Regions from separate parts of the Anas platyrhynchos genome. Here region 1 is linked to region 2. A link is a contact called in public Hi-C data. All regions are on one chromosome and are shown on one strand. Each heading gives the region's core, a stretch centred on a gene start, on an enhancer-like site or on the middle of the called end of the contact. The rest is flanking DNA. Distances are from core to core; before and after follow the strand shown. Region 1 overlaps USP15 (ubiquitin specific peptidase 15). Region 2 holds the start of TAFA2 (TAFA chemokine like family member 2).

Region 1 (5,331 bases), core at 288-2,787, 75 kb before region 2:
AAGGTAAGAAGTTTTCACCATGTGGACAGTAAACAGTGGAGCCAGTTGCCCAGAGAAGTTGTGCAGCCTCCCTTCTTGGAGGTTTTCAGAACCCAACCAGGTAAAACCTTTGGTAACACTCTGACCTCAAATCTGACCTTCCTTTGTGCTGGAGGTTGCACCAGTGTCCTCCTAAAGTCCCTTCTAATCTGCATTATCCTATGATACTAAGGTAACCAGGAAATACTTATTCACATCTCAGAGGGGATATTATATGGGAGTGATAATAAAACTTCAAAGCAAATTACCTATTATGCCAGTAAACTGTGGAAATGAGGAGACAATGAGATCATGAAATTAAGCTAAACATTGGGTATTCATATAGGTATCATGCTTCTTGAGCTGCCCTACTTAATACAAGTTTTACACAAGGGACACTAAAATTTCCTATTTCAGTTGCCTAATATGAGACCAAGAGCTGACTGACTGAAAAAGAGATCCCAGTTGTAGAAGAAAAGGTGAATTACTTTACACCTGTCTGTCCTACTTTTGTCTGAAGAGCTTAGTATCAGATGTGGTGACAAAAACATTCAGCTAATGCACTCTTTAACCCAGAGTCTGTATGCCTATGGCAACTGAGACAGAACAATAAAAACGTACTCATTTCACGTTTTGGTGAAAAGCATTGTTTTGTTTGGATAAAATCATTGCTGTAACATTGATAATCAGAAGGCTGGAGCACCTCTCCTACGAAGAAAGGCTGAAAGAGCTGGGGCTGTTCAGCCTAAAGAAGAGCAGGCTCTGGGGTGACCTCATTGTGGCTTTTCAGTACTTATAGGAGGCTTATAAAAAAGAGCGACTCTTTTCCTCAATGAGATAAAGACAGGACAAGGGGGAACAGTTTTAAACTGAAACAGGAGATTTAGGATTAGAGGTTAAGAGGAAACTCCACTTGTAAGGTGGTCAGGCAATGGAACAGGCTGTCCAGAGAAGCTGTGGATGCCCTATCTCTGGAGGTGTTCAAGGCCAGGTTGGATGGGGCTTTGGGCAACCTGATCTAGTGGGTGGTGCCCTTGGTTATGGCAGGGCTTGGAACTAGGTGATCTTTAAGGTCCCTTCTAACCCAAGCCATTCTATGAACCAACCTTAGAAGGAATGCCTTTCAGCTTTCTGAAGAAAGAAATTTCCTGAAATACTTCATTTCAAAATTCTCAACAGCTGCTGTTTAAAAGTATGCATAATCATAGTGATGGCAAAAATAAATAAATAAATATATATATAAACTTATAAAGTGTTTTTGTTTACAAAAATACTTTAATTCTTCTCCTGTTTTTGCTTCACAAAATGTAAACTGGGAATTCTCAGGTTTTCACAGCAAAAGAAAAAAAACTTTACCCACTGAGATCTTAATGCTATTATCACACAATAGGGCAAAGCAATACTTAGGAAAGATCCACAGGTGGCAGCACAGCAATACTTCAGAAAATACATTCTCAGTGCTGGGCGGATAGAATGAAGAGCAGAAAAAAGTGGGAATCAGCAGAAGTGGATAAACTGTTTCTGTTCAAGGAAGCTACACTGGATATACTTCAGCGCCGACTGAATGGAAGGGATCAAGACAGAGCTTTTGCAACAGAACATACATGAATGTAACTGGAAATTATTCCAGCACTTAAAACTCTACATCAAACTATTTAATGACAGAGTTAACCAGTTCCTTAATCATCTTTTGTCACCTTTCAATTGCTCCAGTATGCCCAGGTCTCTCCTGTACTGGGGAGCCCAGAACTGAACCCAGCACTCCAGGTGTGTCTCGTCAGGGCAAAGTGCTGAGAAGAGGACAAGGCTCACCTCCCTCGACCTCCTGGCAGTGCTCCTCCTAATACAGCACAGGAGGTCAGTGGGCTCCTTTGCCCCAAGGGCACATTGCTGGCTCATGCTTGGATTTTTGTTAAACAGGACCCTAGGTGCTTCCCTGCCAAGCTGCTTTCCAGATGGTGGGCCTCCGTTCCTCTCTCAGCATGTACTGGTGCCGAGGTTATTCCTTGCCACATGCATGACTTTGCATTTCCTTGTATGAAACTTGAGGAGGCTCCTGTCTGCCCATTTCTCCATCCCTCTGAATGGCAGCACACCCATCTGGTGTGTCAGCCTCTACTACCGGTTTTGTATCACATCTCAACAAATACAGCACACTCCATCATCCAGATCAAAGACTACAGCATCCAATATTCCCAAGCACAATTCCCTCGTTTCCAATCAACACACCCCCTCTTTGAGCCCATCCCCTCTTTGCTTCCAAGATCAAATGTGTTCACAGTGCTTTGGCCATAGGCATTACACATTACTAAGCAAGCACTAAATACCTTTAGCCCGAATAAACAAATGTTAACCCATTAACAGTAGAAGATAGAAGTAATGGCAAATTAACACGGGAAAATCTACGGTTTCTGTGTAACTGAAAACATAATTGGAAAAAATGCAAAATTTAAGTGGTTGCAAAAGGAAAAAGACAGCAGACTTTGCAGTGTATGAAACTGCAGCGTGTTAATAACATGTCATACTCCCAATAAAAAGCATTTTCATGGATTTCTTGGATAACATTAAACTCTGAAAAATCCTTTCCTTGAGAGATATAGTAGATAGAACTGAAAGATACGTCACACTTCCTTGCAAAGAAAGCTGCCGAGTAATGCATTTGAAATAAATGTACTGCCAAGGACAAATGAATGGTAGCAAGCCAAACTAAAAGCTGCATTGCTCAAAAAACACGAGTCCTTTTAATTTTCTTACCATGGCACTGTCTTGTGAATCAGCAAAATTCTGTTTATTCACTTACACTACAGTTTCTTATAATTCTTATTTAAACACTCAATTCTTTGGATAGAACTGAAAAGCAACGAAGGCTGGCTTGTTTTGGAATGTAAACATCAGAACGTATTTTCGAAATCCTGTTAACACAGTGGGATGCTGATGTAAAGTGTAATAAGCTGAATAAGATACCTAAGCACAACAACCCATGCTAATCATTCTCACCTCAAAGTTTTTATATCTACATGTATACAAATTCAAATTACAATCAAAATTAGCTTTGTTTTTAATCAGTCTAGCCTGATAGAGAAGTAAACTTTCATTAAAAAAATGTTTTGCTACGTACTAAGAATATTCTGAAGCCTCTAAGTTGATTCTGGCTCACTCACTAGACACAAAAACATATTCTTAATTTTTTACTTTAAAGTAAGTAGTATGATGATGCAATTCAATAATCAAGAGAGGTTACATATAGAATTTTATTCATAGAATCACAGAAGGGTTGAGGTTGGCAGGTACCTCTAGAGCTCATCTGGTCCAATACCCTGCAAGGACACCCAGAGCAGGCTGCCCAGGACCACTTCCAGGTGGCTTTTGAAGAGCTCCAAGGAGGAGGCTCTACAGCCTCTCTGGGCAGCCTGTGCCAGTGCTCAGTCACTTGCACAGTAAATAAGTGCTTTCTGATGTTTAGACAGAACCTCCTGTTTTCCAGTTTGTTCCCACTGCCTCTTGTCTCAGCACTGGGCACCACTGGTTCTGACTTCTCTGCATCCTCCCTTCAGGTATTTATACACATTGACAAGTGTAGCCCCAAACAATTACTGATGTCTGGGGCTTTTCCTGCCCACATGCAGGACTTCACACTTCTCCTTGCTGAACTTCATGAGCTGCTTTTCGGCACATTTATATAAACCGTGGAGGTCCCTCTGTGGGGGACCTCCGTGGAGGCTGTGAACAATGTGGAGCCAGACACTTCTCAGAGGTACACAGTGACAGGACTACATGCAGATGCATGCTGAATGGATGCATGCAGAAGACTGTACCTATGATCATTCTGAGATCCCTTCAAAGCCAAATTATTCTTTGATTTTATATACCAAAAAAAGGATAGAAAACCTTCATAGGCTATGCATCTCTGGAACATTTCCTTCTCTGAACAAATTTCAGCAACTTCATAAACTTAGATTATAAACGTATCTGAAACTACTACTTTCCTGAACAGGATAAAGAAGAAATTCAATGTAAGCCAGGAATCTCTGTGATGGTTATTGAGATTAAATCTGAAGTATCCTTGGTAAAGACCCAGGATCTTTACACTCAATAGGAAAAACTATGAAAGAGAACTTAAGTACACTTCACAGTTTTTTGACCTAAGACTGCTTTGGTGACAAAAACATGAGTTCCAGAATTAAACAGAAAGAAATTATTAGGTCCTTCTAATCATTAATGAATTTAATTTAGAGAAGAGAAGGCACTGGGGAGACCTCATAGAAAACTTCCTTTAAAAGGGGGCCTACAGGTAAGATGGGCAGAGACTCCTTAGTATGGCGACAAGGCAAGGGGTAATGTTTTTATACTAAATAAGGGCAGATTTAGACTAGAAATAAGGAAGAAATTCTTCACTATTGAGGGTGGTAAGGCACTGGAACAGGTTTCCCAGAAGCTGTGGATGCCTCATTCTTGGAAGTGTTCAAGGCCAGGCTGGATGGGGCTTTGGGCAACCTGGTCTGGTGGGAGGTGTCCCTGCCCATGGCAGGGGGTTGGAACTGGGTGGACTTTAAGGTCCCTTTGGACCCAAACCATTCTGTGATTGTCCTACTGCAGCTTCCACTTAAAAGAATTGTAGTCATTTCACTTTTTTCTTTCCTGTCCCGGTAGGAGTACAGGTATACTAATATTTCTATTGCAACCATAGCAAAGAAACTAGCTTTTAAATTCCTGTAAAATATCTCATCTATGACATCGTAACTATTCAAAGGACAAGGGTGATGCGGAAATATATTTGAAGGTTCTCTGCATGTTAACCTGTGCACTAGAAGTCTATAACAATTGATTAGAAATTAAGGCCTAGTAATCCACTGGTCATCTACTTTTTGACACTTTAGCCCTACAACCAATACACATGCACATTTCAAAATGAAAAAGTATTTTTCAAAACACGTCTGCATGGCAATCATTACAAAATCAATAAATCCCACTTAAATGTTCATTCATCTAAAACGCTGGTCAAATCTCTTTCTGACAGTGACGACTTTCTCCACTGCAAGAAACATGGGAAACAATGAACGCAGCTACATAAATCAATTTTCCCAATACACCAATACAGTTGTATTATTTCTCAGTATTAATCCTATCCTGCTTCTGAATGGAGTCTTTTAATGTTAGTTTCCAAATATGGCAAAATATAACAAAATATTTGTTTCCAAATAATAAGACAAGCTCATTTTATTCCAAAGTACATACCTGAATTGCTGAATTCATGAAACATGTATTCCCCAAGTTACTCAGGCCACATAGGCCTGGTTGCTCATTGTGTCTTCC
Region 2 (5,135 bases), core at 1,927-4,426:
ACAGTCCTCACTAACAACCTCCAAGACAGAGTGGAAACACTCCCAGCAGGTACACTAAACTGTGGGGAGCATTCAAATACATTGGGGGGAGAGCACTGACACTCAAGAGGGATCAAAATGGGACATCTGATGCTGTACATCAGACTCTAAGACACTGTAGGTCTCTTATGCTGAGGTGTTCCTGCTTATCTTACTACCTATAACTCAATGGAAGGCCCAGGTAAAAAAATATTTTTTTATGAACCAAATGAGAAACTGACAACCTAACTACTAATCTAAAAAGCAATGCCATCACTGGCACTTTTAATTAATATAAGTTACTAGCATGGTGGGTAAAGAGAGGGGAAGGATCTCATGGTGAAGATAAAGGATCAAACTTGTGGGTAGACATTAGTGAACTTATCAGTTCTTAGAGGCAAAATCTACATGTGTCTACCAACATATACATTTTCTTTTCCACCGCTTAGAAGCTCAGAAACAAATCTGCCTCTGGGTAAAATGAACATATAAAAATATACTAGATCAACATATATACAACTATTACATTCTGAAACAAATGTTTATTTCCCTGCTTTTTATGCTCTGATGTTCCTCTTCAAATGAAAATGCTGAAGTTGTTCCAAATATTACACCTGTTGTGAGTGCCAATGCCCATTTTTATGTTTTATACTTTTCTTTCAGTGTGTAGAAGAGCCCTACAAAGTGATGAAAAGTAAGATGTAGTGACACTAACTCAAAAACTAAACAAAATGAGGAAAGAAAGAGAGAGAGGACATTCATACAATAACTGTGTTTTGTAACTGGGCTACATTCTAAGGCCACAGCATTCTGTTGGGGATTTTCCAGTCAGAAAGATATAAATACAGGCCGCGTAGGAAAAAGACAGCCAATCTGGTATTTCCAGAAAATGGTAAATTTATCATATTGTGTATGTACAGCATGCACAAATGCACCTTTGGAGATGAGTCAGACTTACTAAGTAGGCATCTGTAAAACCAGCTGTACTGCATAGGTGTAATGGATCATTTCAGTTCTTCCCAGGAGTGTTGGACTTAGTATGAAAGTACATAGAAAAGCTTTTGAAAGCACATCTTCCTGAAAGAACATCTTCCTGCATGGTGTCACGCAACCTGTGCCTGAATACTGTGCACATGTTCAGAATTTCACGTGTCAGGCAAAGTGATCAACTGCTCATGTGCAGCAGCATCACACTATAAAAAATAATTACATTATCCAGAACAAGTTGTCACTTATCCATTGCTTTGTATGTTTTTTTTTTTTTTTTTTTTCCCCTTGTATTTATTTATTTTTATGTGACCTGTTGGTATTGTTTTAACTAGGTTATAATAGTTCTGTGTCTCAGATGTGTTTGCATAATTCTTGTAACAGCAGGGCAGCAGCATGAAACTACTGAGTATTCTCTGGTCTCACCATACACAGTCAGGGTAATGATACATGCAGCTAATATAGGTCTATGTGCTCCTATAATTACAAGGTGCTAGCTATGTCTGAAGTGCAGTAGCTGCTGTAGCTGCATTTTAGCTGCTGTAGTTGCATTTTTGGTGTACTTGGGCTACTTTTAATCTAGTAACAGTGTTTGTGGCCCTACATTGACCCATGCGACAGTAAAAGCTACCCTATTCTATTACATATTCAGGGTCCTCCGTTATTTTGCACTTGTGGGACAGGAGCATCTGGCCCCAGTGGATTCACATTATTTTTGGTCTATCTCAACATACTGAAATTACGTTGCTAATTGCATATCTGGTTTCAGTTCCTTCTGTGTTGTTTTAGCTGCTTGTGATTGCAGAAACACAGCCACTGACTAGGGAAAGTGTGATGTTATTGTATCAGCTTCTAATGAATGAGGTAAGACCACATTTATCTTTATAACCAAACAGGCTTTTAATTTGGCTCCAGTACACACCCAGGCATGTGTACTGCAGTGCCTGCTGCAAGAGTGTTTGTGACAACCACACACCAGGTTATTTTCCAGGCAACCTTTCCCACACCAGCCTCTGTATTTTGTCCTACTTGTGTGCCAGGTAGTCAACATCCTTACTCTTTCTTTATTTTGACTTTTCTTTCTGATTGCATGGACCTTTAGGTCTGTATTTGCTTTGAAAAAAAAAAAAAAGAAAATCAAACATTCTGCAGATCTTTACTCACACAGAAAAACTCTAGCGTGAAGAATAACAATCAGGAGAGTGTTTCACTCCCCTCTTCCATTTCTCAGAGTTGACCATCAGCATCATACAAGACGGGATGACAGCTAAAGGCTCAACAAAGGCTTCTTTTCTGAAAAATATGCTTATGCAAATTACAATATATACATGTATATAAAGACGATGGATAATTAAGTATATCAGCACTACTTAATCCAACATGCATTCATTCCCATTTTAACCTAGGAATGGACAAGCATTCTGGGAGAACAGCAAGACTTTGGCCCTCTGTTTGATATCACTGGAATGACTGAGGGCCCTTTCTGCCCACCTCTGGCCCCCTCCCCTCCACTTCTCTGCATCCCCCTTCAGACGGCTCAAACCACGCTGCAGTAAAGGAGCAAGCTGCGCTTTCACTTATCCTCAGCCACCACCATTTCCCCCATCCATCAGCAGCCGTGGCGAGCCACCGCTGGGCTCTCCCGGCTTTGGGCAGGAGGAGAAGAGCCCTTCAGGCTCTGACCCCTAACAAATTCCCCTAAAACCCCCCCAAGCCCGGCAGCACGGAGCCAGCCCGGGAGCCCACGGGCAGGCACCGCCGGGGGAAAGCGGGCTTCCCCGCTGCCGGGAGTGCCTCCCTTCTCCCTCTGGAGGGAGACACAGTCCAGCTTTTGGCTGCCGGCGCCGCCGCGTCCCTCCTGCCCCTACCCTGCCCCTGCCCCTGCCCCAGCCGCCGCGACCCCTGCCCCGCGCCCCGGGGGAGCCGTCGGGCTCCCCCCTGCCCGTCCCGTCCCCGTGTCCCCATCGCGGCGGTCCCGGGGGAGGTGCGGGGGTGCCCCTCTTCTCCCCGCCGCCTCCCACGTGTGTGTGTGCCGAAACTTGGCAGCCCCCCGCCCGCTGCCCGGCAAGGGAAGGGTGGGCACGGGAGGGGAGGGAGAGCCGTGCCGAGCCCAGCCGAGCCGTGGGGGCGGGCGGCAGGCGGCCGGAGCCCCGCAGCCTGCCAGACCCTCTCCAAGCGGGCTCGGCAGGGGGGCGACGAGCGGAGAAAGGAGAAGGGGAAGGAGCAGGAGCAGGAGCAGGAGCAGGAGCAGGAGCAGGGCGGGCTCCCCCTCCGCCCCCCGGCTGGGCGGCCCCTGCGCGGAGCTGCTGCTGCTGCTGCTGGTGCTGAAGGTGAAGCTCCGGCTCTCCAATTACTTTTCCCAAGAGGGAGAAGGAGGCAGCAGGAGGGGAAGGCGAGCCGTGTGGGGAAGGCAGGCCAATCAGAGCCGCGGGAACGGAGGGATTGCTGCAGGACGCCGCGGGTTTTCCTCCCGTCCTCCGCCGCCGGGGCTGAATCGGGACCGCACGCAGCTGGCGGAGGGGCCGGAGCCGCACCAGGCTGCAGGACTTCCTCGCCCCACAGCCAGCCCCTACTTCTCCTCCTCCTCTCCGTGTTTTGATTATTTTATTATTATTATTATTTTTTTAAATACTCCGAGCCACTTCGGGTCTCCCCTCCCTCCCCACGCACTTCGCCTTCCCTCCCGCATCCTCCCAGCCGGATTCCCGCTCCGTTCCCCGACAGCCGGGGGACAGCCGGGCACCGACGGCCGCCTGCCTGCCTGCCTTTCCCCTCCGTGCCGTGCCGTGCCGAGCCGTGCCGAGCCGAGCCAAGGGGAGCCGAGGCGGGCGCGGCGCCGCTCCATGCCCCCGGGCGCCGGCGATGCCGGGGCGGTGAGGCCGGGGCTCCCCCTCGCCGGGAGGCGGCCGCTCGCGGGGTGCTGCCAGCTCGGAGCGGGGCTGCAGGTAGGTGAGCCGACCACCGTGGGGCCCCAAAGTTGCGGGAGGCCGGCTGAGGGGGTCAGCTGCCGCCCTCCCACCGCGTTTTATTTTTATTTTATTTTTATTTATTTTTTTTTTCCCTCATCCTTTGGGGTCTTCTTATTCGGGCCAAGTACCTCACCCGCGGGGGCTGGGGGACCCAGGGGTCTGTCAGCCCCGCTGCTCGTGAGGGAAGGGTGGGCGCTCACTCGCTGCGCCCCCGGGGACTTGGGGTTTCAGAGACCGGACGCTTTGTCGGACGGCTCCAGACAGGGGTTAAAAGAGCGTGGAGTCGCCTTGAGAATCCTTTAAAACAGGAGCGATCAAGAGATGGGTCTTGACTCCCTTTCCGTGTGTAGCGCTCCCCAACTTGTGGTGTGTAGGGCATGCAGCCCCTCTGCGTGGCTTTCTTTCCATTTCAGGGAACTCATTTGCCTCCTAAATACACCACAGGTTCGGTATTCTGCAGTGGAAAGGCTCTTCCCTTGCTCCCTGCCATTTATAGCTTTGCAAGAGTGAGTTTTAAAATAACCCGCTTTGTTCCCTTGAACTGTAGGATCGGACACCCCGTTATCTGGGCAAAGGATAAAAAGCACTAGCTTGCACTGCCTGGTTAGGAGTTGCCATTCATGTCCCTGCTGTGTGGTTCATTCTTACCAGGAGTTAAAATCATTGCTTGAAGCACTTGAAATTGTATGTGTACTTACAGTTGTCTCTTTCCAGCTTTTGCTCGGAGATTGTCAGTATTTTTTTAAGGCACGAAGCACTTCACTGCCACCAGTGTCCCCCCCAGCAGGCTCCAGCTCTGTATTTAAGGAACGGGGCTTTGACTCTTGAAGAACAGCCAATTTGAATAATAAACATACTCAGCCCCTATCCCTGGAAGCCCCATAAAGCATTCGGGGTCTTAGGGTCTTCTCGCAGCACTGGATACATTTAAATGACTATTGACTAAATGATAATTGTTATCTGGTTTCTCTGTCTTACCAAGTGGCTTCAGACATTAGCATTCAGCCTGCTATATGTTTAACACTTCAAAGCTGCTTTATGGGCTGACCTAAGTGATGTCAAATTGATAAATTAAAATTATTTTCTGTAGCATAAGGTACGCACTAAAAACGAGCAGTTCAATGGTACTGTGAATATAGCTGAACTGAAGTTGGGAAAGAG

Evidence for each region. Hi-C and Micro-C count contacts between places; a contact is called where the count stands out from the background.
Region 1: a contact with region 2 is called in a Hi-C map of subcutaneous adipose tissue, with 2.5 times the contacts expected there. The contact joins the enhancer-like site here to the promoter of TAFA2 in region 2. A contact is called at or near these places in 3 of 8 Hi-C or Micro-C datasets (liver, skeletal muscle and subcutaneous adipose tissue).

What each region holds. Positions count from the first base shown.
Region 1 is chr1:34,977,822-34,983,152 of IASCAAS_PekinDuck_T2T, reverse strand. USP15 (ubiquitin specific peptidase 15) reads right to left here. Exons shown (of 21, transcript XM_027456491.3): 7 at 5,254-5,331. Among named protein-coding and RNA genes, the nearest start is that of MON2, 35 kb to the left of the region's middle. Within about 2 kb of position 1,537, at least 2 of the 8 cell types and tissues checked have an H3K27ac peak or open chromatin away from gene starts, as enhancers often do. A contact at or near this core is called in subcutaneous adipose tissue, where this site is marked.
Region 2 is chr1:34,904,890-34,910,024 of IASCAAS_PekinDuck_T2T, reverse strand. TAFA2 (TAFA chemokine like family member 2) reads left to right here and starts at 3,176. Exons shown (of 8, transcript XM_027456517.3): 1 at 3,176-3,950.